Regions from separate parts of the Hordeum vulgare genome. Here all the other regions are linked to region 1. The links are chromatin contacts, called in public Hi-C maps. All regions are on one chromosome and are shown on one strand. The core of a region is the stretch at or near the end of the contact, and the rest is flanking DNA. Distances in the headings are between cores, read along the strand shown. Region 1 holds the start of LOC123430819 (FCS-Like Zinc finger 2-like). Region 2 has its middle 56 kb from the start of LOC123430815. Region 3 holds the start of LOC123430815 (FCS-Like Zinc finger 1-like). Region 4 holds the start of LOC123430821.

Region 1 (3,153 bases), core at 252-2,751:
AGCCAGCTCCAGCATAAGACCCAAGACACTTTGTAAGATAGTATGATGGGTCAGCTACTATTAAAATAGTACACATGTAAAACATACTACTCTATATGACATGAGAACTCCTTAGACTGGTTTAGACTGGTCATAGTGGAGAGTTTCATATAGTAGTATAATGCATATGATAATACTATTAACATGTATGATACATAGTGGTCATAGTGGAGTACCTTCATAATGCATAGTACTATCATAAGTTAGTATCATAAATGACATTATTTATTAACATCTATGACACCTAGTAGCCTTGCATTTAACATGTTACGGTATCAATCTATGTTACTCTAATCTTTTTTTTAATTGTCTGCCACATTAGCATGTTTGTTAATCCTAAGTACATGATACTACCTAAATTATTTTCACTATGGCTAGCCTTATAATCGATTGTTCGCTATATTATTAACCATGCTCTTAATAAAAAGTTCATTTTCCAACTTTTTTCTCTATAGCAGCGTCCTTCATCCTCGCACTGAAGTTTCAAGACTGCAAAAATGACTGCACGCATTGCTTGCAGCTGCCGCTAGCTGGTGCGTGAGTAGGGCATCCGGTTGAGTGCGCGCCGAGCGCAGACAAGATGTGCAAGTGTGGGCGCGAGTCGACTGTTCGCAAGTTGCTGCCGTGGCGTGCATGCATGCACGGTCGCACGGGTGCACCACACCTCAAGATTCCCACCCGTATGACACTAACTTGAAGGAGGGGACCTCAAATTATTTTTCTGTTATCTTTTTTCTCCATCTATGCTTGATGAAAAAAAATCATCACGTACAGATACAGTAGAGTGCACGATAGGCATTGATTGGTGTCCATTATTAGCGTGGCCAGGCATGTGGGGCACCTGTCTCCTATGTTGGCAAAAAGCCTGGCGCGCTAATTATCGGCACTAAGCGTATGCAATAGTTTAAGCTCCTCGCCAAAAAAGAAAATCAGTAGTTTAAGCAAAGCTGCGCAATCTTATACTGATACAAGTACAGCCGGAATATATTGATGCCCAAGTCTCCGACTGGAGGAGGCACCACGAATCCTTCTGCAATGATTGTAGACGCGAATACTGATCGACTCCGCTCTTTTTAAAAGCCAGGCGCACAATCTAATTTACAAACTTTTTACAGCCATTATTATTATTGTTTTAGAATGGCTAATTTTACATTCACGAGACCCCCTCTAATTTAGCTATACCTTCTACGAGTAGTTGTTAGTTTTTCCTTTTTTATCAGTACGGCGATACATTTCCGCTACCCGAATTTAATGGTTTTCCTAAAAAAAAATGGCACTGGCTACATCAACAAGGGACGTTCAAGAGCGATGTCTCCTTTGATCATTGGGGACCTCTTCACGGACACAGCACGATCGCCGTCGTTTTCGTCTCGGTGGAGCCGAGCGCATGCGTGTCCCACGTCCACCATGAAAGCCAACCACTGCACTCCACCGTGGCCCATGCGCCAATAAACAAGCCGAACCGCTCCATCACCCATGGCTACCCCGCCCCGGCCGTCCGGCGCGCGGTATCGCCCGACCCGCGGGCGCACCGGTCCACAGTATTCCGACGGCCTCGCCGCGTCCGTCCCCACGCACCATATATACCCACAGCCTTCCCCTTCTTCCCCTTCACCCACCCAGCTCATTCGCTCGCTCTCCTCTTCCTCTCTCTCCCCGCACCCGAAGCAGCAAGCTCTGCTCATCATTCTTGCTCGAAAGTCACCTACGCACACGTACCATACCATGGCGGCGTCGGCGGCCTGCTCCTTCTTCTTCTTCGACGCCGAGCCGCTCGGCGAGCCCGGCATGCCGGCGCAGGACGCGTGCGCGCTCTGCACCAAGCCGCTGGCGCGCGACAGCGACGTCTTCATGTACAAGGGGGACACGCCCTTCTGCAGCGAGGAGTGCCGCGACGAGCAGATGCAGCTCGACGCCATCTCCGCCAGGCAGGCCGCCCGGAGGCAGCAGCGGTTCTCGTCGGCGACGGAGGCCCGGCGCGGGCAGCAGGAGTCCAGGAAGGTCTCCGTCGCGAGCTAGCCGGCAAAGCTCGCCGCCCAGTAGAGTAGAGCTCGGCTTGAATCAACGGGATCCCAAGAGTCACCGATCTGGCGAGACCAAGGAGACTGGTGTCTCCGCTTCGTCTCGCCTGAGCCGGAGAAGCAGTGACGGGTCTGAGAAAGTTCATGCGCTGAGGCTCCGGCCATCTGGGTCGCCCACTGGATTGGACGCCTGCTTCTCCGTGCTCCGACTGGCTCCTTGTTGCCTCTGTGTGTGCGTTTGTTTGAGGCTTTTGAGCCGCGGTTGGTGCAACACCATCTGTAAATCGAAACCATCTGGGAATCCCTGTTTCAACACAAAATTTTGCCCAAAGATCATGGCTTGTCTGAGCTTTACCTTTCCCGATCACCGTCCATCATTCGACCGGCCATGTGTAGAGCATCTAAGGCGCTGCACAATGAAATCTCGCCGTATACTAGTATACCAGTGAAAGGCGTAGACACCGCTTGAACGAGATTACTATGTCGCCTCCTTATCAATCAGATGTCCGTGCAAAATTCCTAGGTTAATCATGTAGACAGGGGATCGATGGGCTTGCGCAAGATTTGAGAAGAGAGATTCCAACTAGTTACGTTAGTGCACGCTACAGCAAAAGGTGGAACAAAAGGCATGAAAAGAGATTCGTTAAGCATTCACTTCACTTTGTGTTGCTGTTGATACAACGATTTTGATTTGTCTCCGGTTAGTCAAGAATTCAAGAAGATAGGGATTGAACTCCATGATCGCCTGGCCATGCACGAATATTACTCTTACTACTCTATTTTCCTCCTTTCTTGGTTCTAAAACGACGAGGGTAAATGTATAGAGCGAAAATAGACGTTGCAACTGAACATTTTGCCCCTTGGCGTTCCGCAGGCTGATGATGGTGGAACGAATAATACTACACAATTCATAAGTCTGCAACTTCGCACTAATTCCAGAGTAGTAGTATCTCTGTAAACTAATATACTGTAAGAGCGAGGGAGTATATGCTAGAAAAGGAGGAAATAAAAATAGAGGAAGAGACTCGTTATGATTTTGTGTTGTTGTTGGTGAGATGACTTAACAAATTTCCTTGATCCGGTAGATCAAGAT
Region 2 (3,153 bases), core at 249-2,748, 210 kb after region 1:
GGTGACAGTTTACTATTTGCAATCTTATTCATCAGTGGTGACCGGTTGATAACGTTGATGTCATTCAAAGATCCAGGCATTTCAAAAAAATATGACAAATCCAAGTCTCATGATCGGTCACCGCTTCAAGGATTATAGTGCAACCTTTTTTTTGTCCGTGGAATTAGCCATGCCATGCCTTTGGGCAATTCTTCCAACTCCAATGCATGCAATCTATTGAGCCAAGCATACCTGGAAACCCGCGAGCTTTGTTCATCGCCAATAGCCATGCGACGTCTTCAACATTGGAAGATCTCAGATACTCCAGGTCAAACACTTGCATAATTCCGACTACGAAGCGTTTGACACACATGATGGCTTGGCTCTCACCCATGGCCAAGTGATCATCAACTAGACCAGCGGGAATATCGTATGCTAACATACGCAAAGCGGTTGTCATCTTCTGAAAGGTGCTACGTCCGAGCTCTCCGGCAGCATTCCTCCTCTGCTGAAAAAACTGGTCATGGCTGGCTAGTTTCTCTGCAATGTGCCTGAACAACTCGGTGCTCATCCTAAACCGGCGACGAAAGTACGACTCGGGGTATGTGGGATTCTCCACAAAATAGTGCCTCATCAATCTGTTGTGGGCATCAATCCTATCCATCCAAATTTTCTGTTGACCAATAACCGAACCACCGTGCTTTGGTTTTTTATTGATGTGCAAAGCTAGGATCGTTGCAAGATCCTCCTTCTCTTCCATATCAAATTCTTCTTTGGAAGAATCATATGCCGAACTCATCTAAAATGTTCAAAACTAGACTATAAACAACATGCAACAAAATTCATGTAAAAATGTCAAGTTCAAAGCAATACATACCTTGCGGGCCTTTTGTCGAACACCTTGCGGGCGCCAAGCGACAGTGGGTGCCCGGCGCAACTCGTCGGAGGACTGCCGCGCGCGCCGAGCGGCGCTGACGAGAGAGAGAAGGAGGAAGCCGTGGCCGCGCGGGGAGACCGGGGAAGCGTTGGAACGATCGTCGGAAAAACAGGGATGACGAGGGCGGCGACGACAACGTGGTTGGATGGATAGGTAAAGTTTCGCGCGAGCGCTCGAGAGTTCAGCGCGCGGGAGCGGGCGTAGCAAATAAGCGGCGCACGATGCCGTTTTCTCCCGCGCGCTGAATTACATATGCCGCTGCGTTGGTTTTGCGCGTCCGTTCGAAATGATAACGCGTGTATTAAGGTAAATATTTTTTCAACGCGGCGCTTATGTAACGCGGGCGGCTGTTGGACATGCTCTCGTACGAAGATCGGACGCCTAAACCACGCGGTCTGATTTGCCTCCTCGCGAAACGCCACCGACCCGTTGGTGCTTTCTTGCAGCACAGAACCCGTATAGCTCTCCGTCCGAGCAAAATATCTAGGAAAATATCTCCGGGCATCATTATCCACCGGACCCACCGACCCAGAGCCCACACACGGCGCGCACACGCTCCTCGAGCCCATCCGGCCCAGGACCGTACAACCGGCGGTGCCGCGCCCTGAGAAAACGGTCACTTTCCCAATTTCGCCCCGTCCACTGCCCCGTATTAAAAGGCCCGTGACCTTTTCTGTTTCAGGCCCCACCTCAATGACGGGTGGGCCCCCAGTGCGCTTTAAACACCTTGGCTTCCTCGCGCGTCTTTTCCCGCGCTCTATCCGCCTCACTGTCTCGGGTTCTCTATCGACAGGCCTCTCTCTCTCTCTCTGCCATACGCATACGTGCAAAAAAAAAAATTGTGACATCTTCGCTGATTAATAACGCACATCGCAGCACAATTACACGTATAAAGACGCGGGTTAAGGAGGTCCATTCGACGCCTTAGAATCAGTCCCGTCCGGAATCCCGACGGCGACGCCGGATCCGCTTTGCGATCTGATCGGAGGACAGGTGTTGCTAAACCTTTGTTGGCATCCTCTGAATGAGCCGAATCACGGACCACCACGCGCACCGGGACGGACGCATGGCCATGTCTGGCCTACATGCCACAAATCGGGACGTCTCAACCACCCGAAAAAAGCGCATCCCTCTACGCCCCTAGTCCGGCCAGGATCGTAGGCGCCAAACGTACGTCGTATCGTACGCGCCCGCTCCATACGCTCTACAGCCTCACAATTGACGGGCGCACTGTGCGGGTTTATTAAGCAGGTAGATGGTCAGCGAACTGAGCAGCGATTCCCTGTGCCCGATTCATGAGCGTGCAAGGACCATCATGAGCCGTACCGTAAAGAAAAGAGGGTGCTTGAGAGGGCCGTGTTATGTGGGGGGTGGGGCTAGCGTGCACTTTTATCTCGGCATTTCGGGGCTCTTTGTTCTCTCCATGATGGCGCGCTCGCTTCGCGGTGTAGCACAACAGCCTCGATCTGCGGCTAGATAGATAGTTGCGGCAACATCCTCCGAATGCCGCCCGCCCGTAAAGCTTGGGACGGGACCATGCGTGCGTGGTAGTACTTTCTTCTGAGCACGATCGATGCTCCGCTCGTGTAGGACATGCCAAGTGCCGGGCATGATGCCTCTCTCTGCCTTCCTTCTCGAAAGGAAAAGTAATTTCTTCCATGGAAATCAATCATCGGTTTGGCACTATGAGACGGGAAGTATAGTGCAGGGGCGGACCCAGACAATATTATGACCGGGGGCGAATCATTTGACTGGGGCACATCTTTTATAAAGTTGTTAATTTTAAGACATTTTCTTTCAAAATATACACAAATACCAAAGGAACTCAAAATTTTGAGTGGGGGTCAAGGCCCCCACTCGGTTGTACTTGGGTCCGCCCCTGGTATAGTGTACTACTATGTGATTTTGCGCATGCATGTTCGAATAGGTTTAATTAGTCCAAAGACAAGAGTTGTTTGTGGTGCTTTTAAAGCACTTTATCCTTGACGGTGTAGAGAAGTGTGCAGGTTCTCTTGGCTTGGACCTTTATTCCACGAGCTTTGCTACATCTACGAATAGTGACGTAATGAATAGGCTTGCGGGGTGAGGTGGCTGTCCTTGATTGGTTATCAATGAGCCATAGGGCACATTCCCTGAGAATCAGGGATAGTTTTAATTAGGAACCAAGGAGCCCATATGTTTATGTAGGAATTCTTTGTAAGAATATCTCTAACAGATACTCTAAAAGAGTGACCTGC
Region 3 (3,153 bases), core at 489-2,988, 150 kb after region 1:
TGATGCTAGCTAGTACTAAAAAAGTTGTATGGCCGTTCTAGCAGTTGTTCGTCCACGGTGGACGGGACTCTATCACGTTTTTTTTAGAGAACCACATGTTTCATTAATCGAAAAAAACAAGTTACAATAAACAACACATGTAAAAACTAAAAGACAAACCGGGATAAAATGATTATCCTGAGTTTGCACATAAAAACCTAAGAGATCGAGAAAATACAAAACGATCCCTATGATTTTCTGCAACCACCATAGCGAACGGCCGCCGCCAACTCCAGCACCGCCGAGTGGAACGCCGGAAGAGACGCCGAGCCTCCGCCATCCCAAGATCAGAGAAAGCACCATTGCCAACGAGGCTTTGTGAGTCGATGAACAGGCCCGCTGCACGCAACAAGGCAAATGTCGCTGTAGCACGTCGACCGGGGGACGTCCCCGTGTTGTCTTGGACCAAGATTTATCGCCTCCCATCAACAAGGTTGGATAGGAACGGCAGATCCACCACCTTCGGACCGACATCCTCGCTCCAGAAGAACCACCTCGCCCCGGCCGCCAGCGTCGTCGCGAATTACCACGAACGCCAGCGACAGACCGAGAAACTGATCTCGCCAGATCTGAAGAACGGCGAGAAGACCAACTCGCCGATCTGAAGGACCGAGCAGCACACGTTGCCATCAACTCCAAGACGCCGCCGTGAAGGTCGCCGTCAGTGTGGGAATAGAGTTGATGCAGATTTATTTGACCGGACGCCGCTCCCACCACCCCAACGACGTCCCAAGAAAACACTAGACCAGCCCTAACAACAAGCCGACGTCGCAGCGCCGTTGCAGCGCCGTGGTCCCCACCTCCTCACGTCGCCGGAGTGGGCAACGGAGGAGGCAGGGACCGGTGGGGGCCGGTGTCGCTGGGCAGTTCCTGGCGATTGTCTCGGAGCGGTTCGTTCGCTCGCTCTGGACCGGACTCTATCACGGTTAATGTCACCGTGCCGCCCGCCGGTAAGGCCCTGTTTGGTTTTAATAAGTCAGGTGACTTATAAATCAGGTGACTTAAAACCAATGACTTATAACTCACGCCTGTTTGATTGTCATCTGACTTATAAATCACGTTTTCATGCAGAAGTTGATGACTTATAAGTTTTAAGTTGGGGTGGAGCAACTTATGACTTATAAGTTGGGTCTATTTGATAAAATAAGTCACATTTTGCAATTTTTAACTTATAAGTTGGTGACTTATTTGGAAACAAACAGATCTTAATGTCGGAGCGTTGGTTCCGGTGAACGAGATGCTACGGCGTGTCACTGTGGCACCGGTCTTGGACTGGGCTGGAGCGTTGTTTTCATGGAGGAGGACGTACGACGTCGAAGACGAGAGGTTTGAATGGTAAACCGTGGGCTTGCTTACAATGGTTTTAATGGCGGGCCGCTTTCGACGACGACGGACGCTCTTGTCGTGCTCGGGGCTGAAAGGACGCCTGCGAAGGCGACAAGAACCGGTGCCCTTTTTTTTCTCCCACGGGGGCGGGAGGGATGTGCTCATTCTGCGTTGTCAAGACAACGACCCCCGATGACATGTGGAGGACACGGGATGCATAATTTACCTGCAACTTGGCGAAAACAAAACCAATGTATTGGAGGTGCTGTCATTTCCTTGCTAGTATGATACTGCATCTGAATTGGTCCAAGCAAGACCGTATTCAGTCTAGTGCAGTACGTCAACGAACTTAGACTGTTTCAGCACACGTGGTATACGCTACGATAAATGCATAAAACACATGGATGGATCATCTTTGTCGAATCCAAACCGTGTAAGAATCTTGTAATCTGCAGAGGAAGAAGCATTATCCGATTCATTTCTCTGTTGTCCACCAGGTGCAGAGATCGATGCAGAGAGTGGTTCTTGGTCTCTAACTGAATGTGCTAGCGACAGAGGCTAGTATATAGCATCGATGGTTCAGGATCATTTCCATCAGGCCAAAAACAACAAAAATGCAAAGCTCCGGTTGCTTGCCTCCGCTCCTATTCATGGCTCTGCCCTCCTCCGGTGTGAATTTGCAGCCTCTCAACGATCGTCGGAGGCTAAAAATGGAGTTGGGCCGTGCCCTATTTGTGCACACCCCCCGGAAGACGGCAGGCCAGCCGAGCCTCCTTGACATTTAGTGGCATGTCAAGGCGGCATTGCTCCCAATTCTCGCCCGCCTAAGCCGCCTAGCTCGCCGTTCGCCGCCGCACGCAGCATGATGAAGGGGGCCGCTGCCATGAGCACGATGAAGCCGCCGTCGTCGCCCATGTTCTACGTCCACGAGGCGGACGCCCACGGCCACTACTTCCTCGAGGAGTGCTCCCTCTGCGGAAAGTCCCTCTCCGGCGACATCTTCATGTACAGGTCCGTCGATCGTCCAGGCGTTCGATGTGTCATAGTACCTGCAAGGCGACCATATTGTCCGTGTACGTGACTACGTGTGTGTTGTGCAGGGGTGACACGCCGTTCTGCAGCGAGGAGTGCAGGCAGCAGCAGATCGAGGTGGACAGGGCCAGGCACCGGCGGAAGAAGCACGCGGCGGCGCACGCGGTGTCCGCGGCGAGGAAGGAGCATCAGCACCGGCACCACCACCACCATCACCACCACCATCACCGGCAGCACCAGCAGCCGCAGCCGCAGCCGCAGCCGCAGCCGCGGAGGGCCGTGGTGGGCGCCGGCGCCACCCCGTGGACCGACGCCGGGTTCGCCGCGAGGAGCCCCGCGTTGCGCGTGTGACCCTCCGATCGAACCTCAGCCTGAGACACGTACGTACAGGACGACGGGGATATACGTACGTACACGGGTTTAGGGTGTATCGAGGAGGATCTGGACGATCGAGATGGATCCTCTTCCGCGGGTGTGGCTGGACATGGAGGTTTTATTTTCACAAAAATAGTGTGTTTCCGATCGTGGTTAGAACTTTAGAGCCACGAGACTGTGAGCCATGTATGTATGGATGCACGGGTCCGTCTCCAATTTTCTCGCCCCAGATTAACTTGGCTGTTTGTTCTGCTTTTGAGGAATGGGATTGATTTCTCGTACCAAACGTTCTAGATGTAAATCTTGCTGTTACTTTGATCAATATATGTGTTTTCTTGTACAAGTTCCTGAACCCTGAATGGAAGTGCAACGAAACAGAGA
Region 4 (3,153 bases), core at 262-2,761, 160 kb before region 1:
GGCTAAGGCGGCCGCCCAGAGTCAGAAGCAGTTCTCTTCGGGAACGGGGTCCGGGCGTGCACGCCGGCAGTCCTGGGAGGTGTCCGTCGCGAGCTAACCGGCGATCTGCGCACGTACTTTGAGCCAACAAGACCTGCGTGCACGAAGCCTCCGTCGCCCGTGGCCAAATGAGCAGCGCGGGATCGAGGAGACTCGCCTTGGTCGAAGAAGCAAGAGCTCACGGCAGACCGGCGCTGCATGGGCCGAAGGGGCAAATGATTTGGGCATAAAGGCAGCAGAAAAGGATTTCGAATGGATCTGGCGAAGTCAATCAAACAAGAACACGATTCATCACGTAATTAGGCGGTCATGTGTGTGTGCCCCTCGGCTGTCCTTTTCTCCTCTGTAACAGAGAGAATTTGCAAGAGGCAATAACACTTTCACTAGGTAAACTATATATCAAGCGGATCGACATGTAACATGTCTGTGTAATCCTGTTTTTGTTCATGATTCAGCGTGCTGATGGGTTTTAACTTTTCTAACAACCTAAACTGTTGGGTGTTTACCAGACGATTTAAAACTGAATTTTGTTCTAGACGTGGGTGTCAAATAGTATGACGCAAGCGCTCATATACACGCACATATACTTATCTTTGTAAATTTTAAAATTTACGTAGTCATGATAGGCACCTCGTCGACATATTGTCCTAAATTTTATAAAGTTATCATAGGCACCTCGTCATTAAAGAAAACATCCTTTTCACTGAATGCACATTGTTGAAAATTCTGAATAAATTTAAAAATAAATGCAATCATCAGAACTTCGAACCCTGATGGACTGAGATACCACAGTCTCTCGCGACTTAAGGAATTTCATTATTTTTTAAGGTGTAGGAATTTCAATAGTTTTGCGTATTATGTGTAGCGGGCCTCACACTGTGTTCCTTTATAGACGGAGCAAGACATTCCACGGGCTGCACTTCTTGGACCAGGCCTTTTAGAAATACAGCCCAAATATGTCTACTGCGAGCCACTCAGATTAATGGCTAGTTCTTTTTCACAGCTTAAAATATAAGCCATTTTCTTGTTACCTTTTTTCATAAGCCGTCTTATTTCGTAATTGGGTGCTTCTAAACTAGTTATATCTCTACCTAATAATAGAGGGGCTATGGCTTCTTCCCTCAAAAATTGGTCCGTCCATAATTTTCGTCCGTCCGTTATCAGTCCTATCAAAAACAAGTGCGTTGATTTTCCCCACGTCAACATTAGGCCCATCGAACCTCAGCCACACGAAAAAAAATTGACCTCTATGGGGGTCGAACTCCTGACCTACCAATCTCTCCCTAATAATAAAACAAATAGGGTTTCTGGTCGTCTGTCATGGCATTTTTGCAAAAACACCCCTCGCTTTTCCGGTATTAAACCCGCAGTCCGATCTTAAGTCAAGAAACGAATCGTTTTTTGCATTTTGCAGAAAACCCCCTAATGTTTCAGGTAATCAACCCGCAGTCCGGATTTAAGTTAAAAAACGAATCGTTTGCCTTTTTACAAAATAATCCTCTTACTTATGTTTTTTCCAGTGATGAACAACTCATTGTATTTGTATACCAGAAAATGTTAAAAGAAAACACAGTCCAACGTCGACCCTGGCTTACTTAAAGGCAAGACTATAGTGACAAACCAGGCACAACCAGTAAAGAGTAGACCAGTACTAGCCAGGAACCAAAATGGCTACCACTGCCGGTACCCGCACCGGTGCCGCCTTGGGTACCCACACCAGCACGAAGATGCGCGTCCTGCTCATCCCTTTCTTCGCGACCAGCCACATCGAGCCCTTCACCGACCTTGCCATCCGCCTCGCCGCGGCGGCTAGCCCCGACGCCACCGTGGAGGCGACCGTCGCCGTCACTCCGTCCAACGTCTCCATCGTCCGGTCCATGCTCAAAAGACAGTACGTTGATGCAGCCGAGGGCATGCCTGTGAAGATAGCCACGACCCCTTCCCGGCCGTGGACGGCCTCCCGAGGGGCGTGGAGAACCTCGGCAAGGCGGCGGCGGCCGACTTGTGGCGCATCGACGCCGCCGCCGTCAGCGACGCCCTGATGCGCCCCGTCCAGGAGGCGCTCGTCAGGGAGCGCTATGGAGGTGACCTACTCCCTCACCGCCGCCAAGGCCACCCACCTGCGCCGCCTCCACGTCCGTCCACCTGCTCCACCGACCTGCTGCTGCTGCCCTCCTACGCCGCCGCTTCGGTCGACCACCTTCTCCGCGCACCTGCTGCTGTTGCTGCCCACCTACCACCGCCGCTCCACCAACGGAGGCGACCTGGACTTCTTCCACTTTGGCTGCCGGCTGGTGGTGGTGGTGGGCGTCGCCTCTGGTTCCCCGCGCCGGGCTCTACTGCTCATAGCTCCCGGTGTCGGCCTCTAATGCTGCTGCTTCCCGTCCCCGCCCTCGCTGAACTGATGAACACAGAAATTGCAATCTTCAGAATTCTGTCATCTGTATCTAGATTAAAATCTAAACGAACCAAGTTTATTTACATAGATCAGTGCCTACCCGTCCCAAAATTAAACGGATAAAGGATTCATTTGATTACCTGGTCAAGGCCTTCCATCTGTGCAACTACAAGTTATTGTAGAAATTGAGACGAGCAAGTTAACAGGGTAGAAGCAACATAAAACGAGGGAGATGCTTCGTCAATCTTGGCATGGGGACATAATCTTTAGTCAACAATAGCTACTCCCAAGTCCCAACTTTGAATTTTGACAGCAAGAATAAGAATAAAATTCAGTAAGTAAACTAGATCACAGAATAAGAATAAGTACATGGGCTCGAGGATGTTCTAAATGCACTCGACAGCGGGCACCTTTGTTAGTCGACTATGCTTGCCACATCGTTTTTAGCAGTTTTCTAAATTTAGTTAAGAGCATACTCATGAAAAAAATTCAGTTAAGAGTATAAAATCAGAAGTAACTGTGTGAACATAGACTACTAATTCTGCCAAAAAGAATTGTTGATTTGAAAGCCCAAGTCTGTCCGGTTCTGCTTCTGAAAGCTGTCGTTTTTCATGCGCAATCTATTGGTTTCTACCAACCACGCACACACATCCAATTGTCCAAAGACTGTCCGATGCTAAGCTCTCCATGTAGGAGGAAGGAGGATTGTTCGCAAC

What was found. A called contact is a pair of places that touch in the nucleus more often than the background predicts.
Region 2: a Hi-C map of seedling shows a contact between it and region 1, with 3 times the contacts expected there. The contact joins the enhancer-like site here to the promoter of LOC123430819 in region 1. A contact is called at or near these places in 3 of 6 Hi-C or Micro-C datasets (leaf and seedling).
Region 3: a contact with region 1 is called in a Hi-C map of leaf, with 3 times the contacts expected there. The contact joins the promoter of LOC123430815 here to the promoter of LOC123430819 in region 1. A contact is called at or near these places in 1 of 6 Hi-C or Micro-C datasets (leaf) and 1 of 1 datasets of contacts at active chromatin or transcription factors (embryo).
Region 4: a Hi-C map of seedling shows a contact between it and region 1, with 2.3 times the contacts expected there. The contact joins the promoter of LOC123430821 here to the promoter of LOC123430819 in region 1. A contact is called at or near these places in 2 of 6 Hi-C or Micro-C datasets (leaf and seedling).

Annotation. Positions count from the first base shown.
Region 1 is chr2H:615,987,624-615,990,776 of MorexV3_pseudomolecules_assembly, reverse strand. It overlaps LOC123430819 (FCS-Like Zinc finger 2-like), which reads left to right and starts at 1,501. Exons shown (of 1, transcript XM_045114656.1): 1 at 1,501-2,391. The coding sequence starts at 1,516. The coding sequence ends at 2,058.
Region 2 is chr2H:615,779,881-615,783,033 of MorexV3_pseudomolecules_assembly, reverse strand. No RefSeq gene overlaps it. Among protein-coding and RNA genes, the nearest start is that of LOC123430815, 56 kb to the left of the region's middle. Within about 2 kb of position 1,498, at least 3 of the 3 cell types and tissues checked have open chromatin away from gene starts, as enhancers often do. A contact at or near this core is called in leaf and seedling, where this site is marked.
Region 3 is chr2H:615,836,316-615,839,468 of MorexV3_pseudomolecules_assembly, reverse strand. It overlaps LOC123430815 (FCS-Like Zinc finger 1-like), which reads left to right and starts at 1,738. Exons shown (of 2, transcript XM_045114653.1): 1 at 1,738-2,376; 2 at 2,466-3,112. The coding sequence starts at 2,228. The coding sequence ends at 2,748.
Region 4 is chr2H:616,144,305-616,147,457 of MorexV3_pseudomolecules_assembly, reverse strand. It overlaps LOC123430821, which reads left to right and starts at 1,511. Exons shown (of 1, transcript XM_045114659.1): 1 at 1,511-2,573. The coding sequence starts at 1,707. The coding sequence ends at 2,081. It overlaps LOC123427861 (FCS-Like Zinc finger 2-like), which reads left to right. Exons shown (of 1, transcript XM_045111997.1): 1 at 1-486. The coding sequence ends at 97.